Linked DNA regions of Ovis aries: region 1 is linked to region 2. A link is a contact called in public Hi-C data. All regions are on one chromosome and are shown on one strand. Each heading gives the region's core, a stretch centred on a gene start, on an enhancer-like site or on the middle of the called end of the contact. The rest is flanking DNA. Distances are from core to core; before and after follow the strand shown. Region 1 holds the start of NUF2 (NUF2 component of NDC80 kinetochore complex). Region 2 holds the start of RGS4 (regulator of G protein signaling 4).

Region 1 (6,275 bases), core at 998-3,497, 300 kb after region 2:
CTTTTGAGAATGACATCAGTAAATGGACATAAAGCGGAAAAGAAAGCCCTAAACTACTGAATATGAAATGCACTTTTACTTCAAATCAGCATAAATTTCTATATTAATAGGTAGAGCCTTTACTCCCCCATACAACAAAGTACAAGAATTTGTGTCTACTGTCAATACAATCTTTCCAGCATTATTCTTCACTTGATTCAGTGCAGATTTCCTAACCAGTACATCACCCTCACTAATTAATACTGTACCCTGCAGTCCGATGCAAGTTCTATTATATCTTCCAGTGTCCCAATACATAATAAAACTAAATGGTTGTCCCCCATTCTCCCCGACAACTAAGCCATCCTATCGTCCCATCTTCTGCTGCACGGCCTTGATTTGTGACTAGGTATGAGGCGCCTGCCCCTCGTTCAGGCATCAACTATAGAATCCAACTCACTGAGGGACATGTGTGTTCAGGGAACAGTTCAGTGTTGGAAGGCACTGGCAGTGCCTGGCTCTTGTGGCAGCATGAAAGAAGGGAGGCAGAAGAAAAGACCAGGATTCTATCCTACATGGGAGTAGGAACTAGCAACCCACTCCATTATTCTTGCTTGCAAAATGCCATGGACAGAGGATCCTGGTGGGCTACAGTCCATAGGGTCACAAAGAGTTGGATGCAACTGAAGTGACTTAGCATGCACGCACGAACTTCTGCACATAGCTTTCGGTGGCATAATTTCCCTGAATTAACCCCTAAGTTGATGATGGTATCTATTAGCCCCTTTTCCCTTTTTAATGAATCCTAAAAGAGATATTGTGGATCACAAAAAACTATGGAAAATAAGAGATGGAAATACCAGACCACCTTATCTGCCTCCTGAGAAATCTGTATGCAAGTCAGGAAGCAACAGTTAGAAAGGGACATGGAACAGACTGGTTCCAAACTGGGAAAAGAATACGTTAAAGCTGTATATTGTCACCCTGCTTATTTAACTTATATGCACAGTACATCATGTGAGATGCAGAGCTGGATGAAGCACAAGCTGGAATCAAGACTGCCGGGAGAAATATCATTAATCTCAGATATGCAGAGGACACCACCCTTATGGCAGAAAGTGAAGAACTAAAGAGCCTCCTGATGAAAGTGAAAGAGGAGAGAGTGAAAAGCTGGCTTAAAACTCACATTCAAAAAACTATCATGGCATCCAGCCCCATCACTTCATGGCAAATAGATGGGGTAACAACAGAAACAGTGACAGACTTTACTTTTGGAGGCTCCAAAATCACTGGAGATGGTGACAGCAGCCATGAAATTAAAAGACACTTGCTCCTTGGAAGAAAAGCTATTACCAACCTAGACAACATATTAAAAAGCAGAGACATTATTTTTCTGACAAAGGTCTGTCTAATAAAAGCTAAGGTTTTTCCAGTAGTCATGTATGGATATAAGAGTTGGACTATAAAGAAAGCTGAGCGTCGAAGAATTGAAGCTTTCGAACTGCGAGGGTGAGAGTCCCTTGGACTGCAAGGAGATCCAACCAGTCCATCCTAAATGGTATCAGTCCTGGGTGTTCATTGGAAGGACTGATGCTGAAGCTGAAACTCCAATACTTTGGCCACCTGAGGCGAAGAACTGACTCGTTGGAAAAGACCCTGATGCTGGGAAAGATTGAAGGCAGAAGAGGACGACAGCGGGTGGGATGGTTGGATGGCATCACCGACTCAATGGACATGAGTTTCAGCAAGCTCGGGGAGTTAGTGATGGACAGGGAAGCCTGGCGTGCTGCAGTCCATGGGGTCGCAAAGAGTCAGACATGACTGAGCGACTGAACTGAACTGAAAAGAGATAATACCTGTAAGCATCCAACACAGAACCCGGGGGCTCTGCTCAAAAAACATCAACATTATTATCACTCTGAGTCTCTATGACTTACCTTGCCCCACTGACAGCCCCAAGTCCTCCTTTCCTTCTTACCCTGAGCTTAGCTTAAGTCTCCAGAAACCCTCTATTCATTTTCGCTCTACATCTCCAAAGCCAAACACGTCCATGGACCTCGGGAATTCCGCGGCAACGCCGGACTACTTCCCCAAACCGCGGCTCTGTCACTTCCTGCAGAAGTTCCGACTGATCGTCAACTCCGCGAAAAATAGTTCCGCCTAGAGCCCAGCGTTCTCTCTCGCAACTCCAGCGCCAACCGCTCTAAGCATATTGAGCCCAGCCGGTACCCGGCGCGGCCCGAGCGCAGGAAGTGGGCGGGGCGGAACGGGGAGGGACTTCCAGGGGAAGGCGGCTGGTTTGAAAATTGACAACGGTCGATGTTTGCTGACCTTTGACTTTGCGTGTAGCTGCTCCACGGACTCGCCGCTGTCCTGTGGGCGGCTGCTGCGGTAGGTGAGAGCAAAGAGACGCGCGTGGACGGAGTCCGGGAGACAGTGTGTGCTTTCTCGCTCTGGAGCCACGGGCCTGACTGTTTTCGTTCCACGCGTCGCTGGGGAGGAGGCTGCAGAAGCCCGCCTTTGGGTGCTGCGGGTGAGCGCATAGGTCGTTTTCGTTAGATTTTAGTCCCCAAAACAATCTGAACTCATTTCCTACGAAACGAATATCTGCCGTCTGGTACAGCAAAGATTACTCGAGAAGAAACTTGCAGTCCAGCTGGTCAGTTGAAGGTTGTATTTCTATATTTTTAACCGATTTATTTAGAAGCTAATGGGGTTCCAGATGGTGTCATAAATTTCCGTTACTCACACATCGCTTAACCAAAGTCAAACCAAAAATCGAAAGGCTAAAATATCATGTTGTTGTTCAGTCGCCAGGTCGTGTTCTTTGCGATCCACTGGACCGCAGCTCGTCATGCTGCGGTGTGATATTAGAAATATCATGCTTAATCCAAAAGTCAGAGGAAGAGGGCGGTGTATATATAGCGCTTTGCGTGCATGGCGCGATCATTTTTCCCTGAATAACTTCGGGAAACTTTTAATTTTTTTTAGGTTGGGACTCTTTTCTCTTTGTTTAGCATCGGCTCCCTGGCCTTTTGATTTCCACGATGTAGTTTGTTTTAGAAAAATGAACCTACTGTGCGCTGGTTTGTGGTGTTGCAGATAATGGGACACCGAGAGGTGATTAGCAGTAAATGACCTGCTACTTTACATATTAGGTCATTTATATACTTTATTTCACCAGAGAGCTCAAACTGGATTGGAAGGCCTCTTCACCTGTCTTTTTCTCTCCCTCTCCTCCCTATTCCGTTCTCCCTCCCTCTCCACATACTCGTGAATAAATTGGAACTGAAATTGTACTATCAAAGAAAATAGAAGTTAGATAGGAGAGATGGTTTCAAAGGGAAACATTGGAAGTTTGGGAAATGTCCTGGAAGAGACTAACTTGTAACAGAAAATTTATTAGGTTATTAAATTATAGAAGTTTTTAAAGCCAAGCAGAAACATTTGAATTTGATATGATGGGCAGGGCAAGTAATTATTTTTGTAAAGATGTTACCTGATGCATTTGTTGTTCTATGCAGATTAACTTGATGGCAAAGTGCACAAGTTTTAGAAGGTAGAGATGTGTGATAATAATTATGAAGATATTGTATTTTGCACCTCTTTCTCTATTGGAATAATCTCTGATCCAGATATATTAATAGTTTGTTTTGGAAAATTGACTTTTTTGCTGTCTTTCTTTGGGCAATGATTTTTAAATCTATGACTTAGATGAAAATATAGAATGCATATTTATGTTAAAAGGGACATATAACATGTGAGGTGTCAGAAGCTGGGTACAAAAAGATTCTGACAGTAAGAGTTGGACTGTGAAGAAAGCTGAGCGCCGAAGAGTTGATGCTTTTGAACTGTGGTGTTGGAGAAGACTCTTGAGAGTCCCTTGGACTGCAAGGAGATCCAGCCAGTCTATCCTGAAGATCAGTCCTGCGTGTTCATTGGAAGGACTGATGGTGAGGCTGAAACTCCAATACTTTGGCCACCTCACGTGGAGTAGACTCATTGGAAAAGACCCTGATGCTGGGAGGGATTAGGGGCAGGAGGAGAAGGGGTTGACAGAGGATGAGATGGTTGGATGGCATCACCGGCTCGACGCACATGAGTTTGTGTGATCTCTGGGAGTTGGTGATGGACAGGGAGGCCTGGCATGCTGCGATTCATGGGGTCGCAAAGAGTCAGACACGACTGAGCAACTGAACTGAACTGAACTGAACTGATAGAAGGAAAGTCTGGAATTATGAAATTCAATAATAGGAAATTGGAATAATAGGAAATGTTTGCATTATGAAATTCAATAGTATGAAATAGGAATAATGGGGAATTCAGTCATAGGAAATACAAATCCTTAAGGTTCAAATAATCAGTTATGTAAAAAGAGCATGGAAAAGTCCTGGCTTGTGGACTACAAAGTCATATAAGAAGTCATGGAGAAGTGGGCTACGTTGAAAAAGTTCTGGGACTTGGAGTCAAACACACACACACACACACACACACACACACACACACGTTTGTCAGTAAGTGTTATAATAGCATGAGATCAGCAGTGACTGTTGCCAACTCTATTGATATTCCACCGTAATCAGACCATATCTGGAGTGTTAGGTTCAGTTTGAGCATTACATTTTAAGAAGACTCCGTGAAGTAGTTTTAGAGGAAAGTGAGTAGAATGATAGTTTCTAAAACAGTCATAAATGGAGTGGCTATTCTTAAACTATACTTACTTTAGATCAGAGAGGACTAAGCAGAGAGATAGGATAGCTTTCTTCACATTTTTGAAAGTGGAGTCATGTGACTGAGGATTAATAAATTCTATTTAGCTGCAGTGACAAGAAGTAGGACCAGAAGATGAGTTATAACAAACTGATTTCTGTATAGTATGAGAAAGAATTATCTGATTATTAGAGCCACACTAAGGTGGACAAAAAGTTGCCTTGAGACAGTGAATTCTGTGATGTTTCAAATGTTTAAGCAGAACTGGTAAGTTATTTGTCAATCACTTTTCAGGGTGTTTAGCAGCTTGCTGGGCCTACTACCCACTAGATTCCAGTAGCATCCTCAGTCTAGTGCAGACAAGCAAAAGTGTCTCCAAACTTGTGAGAACAATTGCTCTAGGAGAACACAGGTGCGAATATTTCACTATTGAAGGACCTTGTAGGGAGTGGTGTTTTTGTTATTTTGTTTTTCAAGTTCTCACTCTGGTGATTTGAGTTCCTGCCAGTTACGGCTATTCATAGGCTTCCCTGGTGGCTCAGACGGTAAAGAATCTACCTGCAGTGCAGGTGACCTGTGTTCAATCCCTGGGTCAGGAAGATCCCCCGGAGAAGGGAATGGCAAGCCACTTCAGTATTCTTGCCTGGAGAATTCCATGGTCAGAAGAGCCTGGTGGGCTACAATCCATGGTGTCGCAAAGAGTGATGATGACATGACTGATGACTTTTACTCACTTACAGCTATTCTATTCTTGCTCTTTTTTTTTTTCTCTCTGGTCCCACTTACATCTTAAACCTTCTTAATCTCACTGTGTATCATTAAATAGAATGTCAAATCAGAGTACAATGCAGCTTATTGTTTATTTACCCTGTGTTGCTGTTGTTTGTGTATAGATTCTGCTGATAGTGTTACCTATATATTTTACTTTGAAGATTAATTCTCAGGATCTTATTGAACTCTGCCTCCCAAACTTTAAAAAAAACAAAAAACATAGTTTCTCATCTGTCTGTTCAACCTAAGTCCTCTTTCCCATGAAAAAGAAAACAGCATTAGTTAAATTAGAAAATGACTGTGTTGCTTTAGAATAAAAGCTGTTTTAGAATATATATGTGTGTATATATATATGTGTGTGTAAATATGTGTGTGTGTATGTGTGTATATATTTGTTTTTAGTGTCACCTTACTAGGATGTGTGATGGTTTGATGATAGCACCACGTTAAATATAGCTCAACCCTGGCTTGTTAATTTTGTCCTTACATTTGTCAGCTTCCAGGTGGTGAGAACTGCTGGTTGTGCCGTGTTTCTGACCTTTGTTTTTAATTCCTTCAAGCCAACAGGAGACTCCCAAGATGGAAACTTTGTCTTTTCCCAGATATAATGCAGCTGAAGTTGTGGTTCATATTCGAAACAAAATCTTAACAGGAGCTGATGGTAAAAACCTTTCCAAGAATGATCTTTCTCCAAATCCCAAGGTAAAACGTGGTTCTTCTTGCATGTGGTTAGTATACAGGCTACACTAGGTCTGTAATGTGTGGGGAAAGGCATGTATATCACTGTTTGATATAGGCTAGTAACTTTAATCTAG
Region 2 (5,563 bases), core at 1,177-3,676:
TTAATGGACTAGTCGTAAAGCCAAAAAGACCTGGTTTTAATAGAAAAAGATAGCAGTGAGGTTTGCAGCAGCTCCCACTGTTGTGGAGAAAAAAAGAAAATCAGACAGAGGAGTGAGTTTTCCTGGAAGGAAATGTATGAAATTAATATTATGTTTTGTTATCTACTATGTATAATGTAACAATAAAAAATATTTGTGTAGCACTTTACAGTTTAGAATTACTTCTGTTTACATAGTCTATCTCATTTGATAAGACAATTAAGTGATAGGTTAGCATAGGAAAAAGTCCACATGATCTAGTGTCAAGAAACTAGCTCTATTACTGGGAATCTGTGACTTTAGTAAGTCACTTTCTCTCTGTTTCCTTTTTGGTAAAATTAAGGTGTTAATCTAGGTTGTATTAAATCTTATTCAGCTCATCTATTGAAGCTATTTATATTCAACTCATGACAAATCAGGCTTTTCTTTGGCCTAGGTCCAAGATATCAACTTCCTATTAAGTCTTCATTCATGTTTCCAAATTCGAATTGTTTAAGTGACCACTATCTTGGATGTCTAGGCAAGCAAAGAAGCCCCTGGCCCATTTTTGGGTGACCTTTTCTCCCTTTTAATTAATTAGTCTCTCCTCGTGGATGCCATTTTTGATTGATCCATCATTCTGGGCCTAACGTCTTCAGCTTCTGTCATTTTGCACTGCACTATAGTCCCTTCCACAACACCACAGAGGATGGCTACCAGCTTCACAGAGAAATTCACTGGTTCTATGTTCAAAGAAAAGTTGCCCCATTGTTAATCTAATACATTTTTCTATCTTCATGTGAGACAACCAAAGATTTTTTCCTGTAATTTAAATGTATCTTCTGGAGACAGTGATCTTTCCACCCTTTTATATATCTTAGCCATCTCTTTCTTCTGATAGCCATAGACAGGGCTTGGGACATGGATGGTGTCAGCGAGGGGATGCTGAGAGCCACATACATGGTCGGGGCATTCCTATTTACCACTTTCCCTTTAATATTCTAGAGTCCCTTTGCATCTCACTGTAACCCATCTATTTTTCACCTTCATCACCTAAACAATTAGATGCCTTGGCTTCTCATACTTAAGGCACAGTTCACTATATCTTATGATCAGGAAACTTTCTGCTTTCAACGTGAAAGCTGTTCAGTTCTGACATAGCAACTAATTTTTCCTTCCCCTCATAGCTTTCCTATATGGAGAAGATCCCTCTATAACTCTGATGTGAATGTTTGAGCTACAGCTGCAAGACGTGAAACACCTGCATGATTCTTTGAAGCATTTGATCCATCATATTGTATACAAAAGATACGAATTGTCCATGTGTTTAGAACCAGCTGCAGGGTTAGGTATTTTTATGTTCATTGTGAACCCTGGTAACATGACAGGAAAGCTATATATTTTTCTTCTATGTTTCCCTGTTTCTCAATATTTTGAAATATTAGTTTGTATACCTTAAATTGAATAAGACATGATAAGATAAAAATCCACTTTTGAATAAGAATAGGTGTCTATATTTGTTCCTTTATTCCCTGTTCTTGTCTTCAAGCTGCTGTTTTGAAGCTCTTTGCAGGAGATATGCATGTACCAAAGAGATTGTCAGCGCTTGGCTGAATCTTGTTCTTAGTAAGAGTTCTAGAAAAGTATTCCACAGTCAGGCTGATTACAGATGTAGCTAATCTGTTTTCCCTAAGCTAGTTTTCTATGCTGCCAGGCGTATAACTGCCTGTCTTCCAGCTATTCCTCCCCCACATCCCTGTGTGGATGTGCCAACCAAGAAAGCAACTTCTGCAAATCTCTGCCTGGAAACAGTGCTTCCACCCACACCCTTTTGGAAACAGTGAGGATCAGATTTTGGACCATGGATGGTATAATATTTCTAACCCGAAAGAGGAAGGACATGAAGTGTCAGCCCCAAAGTAAGCCCACAAACTCTTGCTGGGCCATTTCCTTCTAGGAGGCAAATTTCCTTGACATTGTTTTTATAGACAAATGAATAAACCCGTGTTTTGAAGCATTGTACACTTCTTATTTCCTTTCCTGGAAGTTTGAAACCTGAGATAGCCTTAGAGACAGTAAGCAAGTTTATATTTTCTGTATGTCTATTTGGCAGGAGGATATTTCTGCCCGTTCACTTTGCTTTGTTGCGTCAGCCCTTTCTTCCTTATCTCTTGCAGAGGATGGAGAGCCAGAAGGAGGCTGAGAGGAGCTGGTATTACAGACCTGTTATCTGATTGGCTGGACGGTCGCGGCTGGGCTATAAAAGAGACCCCTACAGGCTTGGGAGGGAGACGCTGGGAGGATTCTGACAGTATCTTTACCGGAGAAAAGGCAAAGTGCGCTCAGAACAGAAGCCACAGCTCCTCCTGCAGCACTTCTTTCCTATCGTGAATCCCACACTACAGAAGATGTGCAAAGGACTTGCAGGTCTGCCGGCTTCTTGCTTGAGGAGGTAAGATTATTTTCAGCCACTGAACCAGACCGCGTTAAACTTTCAAATAGACTTTAAGTTATTTGCATGTTCTACTTACTAACCTGGTTCTTTGGATTTAGAAACAACGTGATGCAGAAATCTTCGACCTCCTAGCTTTAAAACTAGCTAGAAATTGTGGCTTAGGAAGTGTTCACTCCAGATTTTGGCATCCTATGTGTTGTTTTCTATGACCTTGATCTTGAAGACTCTTCTAATCTTCTAACCAAGCTAGCTCTAATTAAGGACTGATATGAGGTTTTGGACCATGCACAGTGGTCTGAAGTATCGCTACCTGTGATTACTGCTATTTGACTATCACTGAGGCACATGGAATCATGGGTCTGGGCTTTCTGATGGTGTATTAAATCTCACTTTGGGGAGGATGCTCCGGACTGAAGTTTGGCTGCATCACCAGAAAGGCACTGTGCCATTTGCGTGATGCTCTAGTATCTTTCACTCTCTATTCTTAAAAGCAAATGCTACAATAAAATAAGAGTCTCAAAACTAGATCTCCCTTATCTCTTTCCCTGCTCTAGCTCTGGAAGTGCCATGTGGTTGTCAAGTACTGATCATAACCAATCAGCTAAGGGTTCTGTGGAAAGTCTCACCTTAAAGACATTGTTTTATCAATTTACTGTCTCTTGATTAATAAACAGACTTAAAGATATGCAGCTGCTCCTATGTCTTTGCCTTTTTAAAAAAAGTACAAATAAATGCTTTCATAGGATGCTCGTATATTAGCTAGTTGGAATGCATGTAAGAATTAAAGATTTTAAAATTTAAAAATAAAAAATAAAAAAAATGAAAAAATACAAAACTAGTGTCTTTCACATTACTTAACCTTACAGTTAAAGGTAAAAAGTCACTTTATAGGTGTACTACCCCCTTTTATGTTCCTCTGCAAATAGAAATCACCTTAAATTTTAATTTAGAGTTATCTCAGAAAGCACACTTTTTAAATACAATCCTAAGGAGTTTGCCTCCTGTCATTCAGGAATATGAAAAATGTTCTTTTTTCCCCCATTCTTTCATGGCTGCTTTCAGATGAAGCAGGAGGGTCTGGCAGAGAGTGCTTATGAAAACAGTGGCTCTGACCTCCATCATTAATTTTCTGAATTGAATAGAGCAAATCAATCCAAGCTTCAGTTAACTCAGATATAAAATTATTCATGCAAAACACAGGAATGTCAGGTGAAAGTTTTGCTCTGGTAAATATTTTAGGAGACAGATAAGTAATTGCTCTAGAGCTTTACTCTCAGGAGAGTAAAGGCTAACCTGGGGAGGTAAAGTGTATGTCAGCAGGGTACACTACTCTCCCCTTCCCTCACTGGCGAGCTGTGAATCATCTTACCCAGCACCTTCATTCTCACATTGGTGCCTGAGGCTCCAGAGGGAATGGGAAAGGCTCAAGGTCACACAGGTGGTGGCTGGTGAAGTGCAGATCACCTCCAGTCTTCTTACTTCAGAGGTCGCTGGAGTCATTTTGGTTTTTATTTCTTTGGTTGCATTGTGTTATAAGGACAAGTGTAATGTATTTGCTAAGCATACTTCCAGGTCTTCATGAAATGACTCTGTATGGGTCAATAACTGCCAGGTCACATCTCAGCTAGACCTGGCACATGGAAATATGAGATCACAATATGCTTACATCATCACCTTAGGTTTCATGCTTAGATTTTGCTATTGTTAAGAAAGACTTTGTATCCCATGAGCAGTGGGGTACAGCAGTGAGGGAAACAGAGAAAGGAGAACAATTTTGGGGTGGGGGTTGGAGAAAAAACACTGTTTTAAGGGCAGCAAAAGAACATAATGGATTTCAAACTTCCTGGAGAAATGCACATAGATAAGGCACTAATATGTTAGTAGCCATCCTAAAATGTCCTTTTATCCTTGTGGCTTTATTTTCCTCTAAGTAGAAACATTTAGTCATTCAATTAGTCATTCATTTCCTTCAAAATGACATTTTTCACTTTAAAACTATGTCTCCACTTTTACAGAAAATGAGATCCAAGCAAAAGAACAAATAAAGAGTGAGAAAGTTGAGCTAAAAGCTTATTAGAAGGCCCTCCTTTTTTAGTAAGTCATGTGCACTGCCATACCCTAGCTACCTATTAAACAGTGGCCATAACCTGGAAGCTTTGCTCTAGTCACGAGCTTCAGTGATGACTCTTATGTGCTTCTCCTTGTTATTGTTTTTCAGTATTCAGACTGAATACTTATAATAAATATAATACTATTTATATTGCAGTATAAATATCCTTAGAGTGTAGATATTTCAAAGGGAAGCAGGAGAGTCTTTAGAAGCTAGCCTGCAGGAGCTCAGGTTTCAGCCTGAGCTTTTGAGTTAACCACCTCATTCCCCCCTCCTCTCTGCTGGAGCCACTCGTGTATATCCCATAACGTGACTTGCTCACTACATCCAGGCTGAAACTGAACAAACCTTTAATTCCTGAGATGCTCCTACATTCCTCTGCTAACAGTGAGGCAGATGGAAATAGCAACCACCCTCCAGAAGGTGGCATGCAACAACCAGATGCCATACTTCACGCTTCCCTGCTCTTCATTTCCTAAAACTTAGAAAACCGTCAAGTTTGCTTTATGTTTCTCCTGAAGATACCTAAGTGTTCCATTGGTCAAAATGACAGGGTTACAGGTAGACTGAAGGGTCAGAAATCCAGTTACTGATGAAGGAGGCTGTGCTCCAAGTTTTGCAGTGAGTCATAGGAAGAAGCAGAGGTGGAATCTTATTTTCCTGAGAGTTCCTGCCAGCCTCAACTCCTATTTCCTAAGTAAACTGCCTTTGCCTCTTTACTAGTAATGGACTCTGAACTGTACCAATAAGGTATCTTTTTAAAAGAACTGAGTGTCATTATTCTGTTTCTCCCCTTTCTTGTGTGCAGTGCAAAAGATATGAAGCATCGGCTAGGTTTCCTGCTGCAGAAGTCAGATTCCTGTGAACATAACTCTTCACACAGCAAGAAGGACAAAGTGGTGATTTGTCAGAGGTAAGAGAAAAGGCTTTGGCGAAGAGCCACTGAGTATTAACTATCTGATGACAGAGATGCTCTGGAG

What was found. Hi-C and Micro-C count contacts between places; a contact is called where the count stands out from the background.
Region 1: a Hi-C map of liver shows a contact between it and region 2, with 3 times the contacts expected there. The contact joins the promoter of NUF2 here to the promoter of RGS4 in region 2. A contact is called at or near these places in 2 of 16 Hi-C or Micro-C datasets (liver and skin fibroblasts).

What each region holds. Positions count from the first base shown.
Region 1 is chr1:115,015,599-115,021,873 of ARS-UI_Ramb_v3.0, forward strand. It overlaps NUF2 (NUF2 component of NDC80 kinetochore complex), which reads left to right and starts at 2,248. Exons shown (of 14, transcript XM_060415754.1): 1 at 2,248-2,638; 2 at 6,028-6,162. The coding sequence starts at 6,040. LOC105613604 (a long non-coding RNA gene) reads right to left here and starts at 2,094. Exons shown (of 2, transcript XR_009600691.1): 1 at 1,917-2,094; 2 at 1-1,818.
Region 2 is chr1:114,718,759-114,724,321 of ARS-UI_Ramb_v3.0, forward strand. It overlaps RGS4 (regulator of G protein signaling 4), which reads left to right and starts at 2,427. Exons shown (of 5, transcript NM_001174111.1): 1 at 2,427-2,470; 2 at 5,392-5,496. The coding sequence starts at 2,427.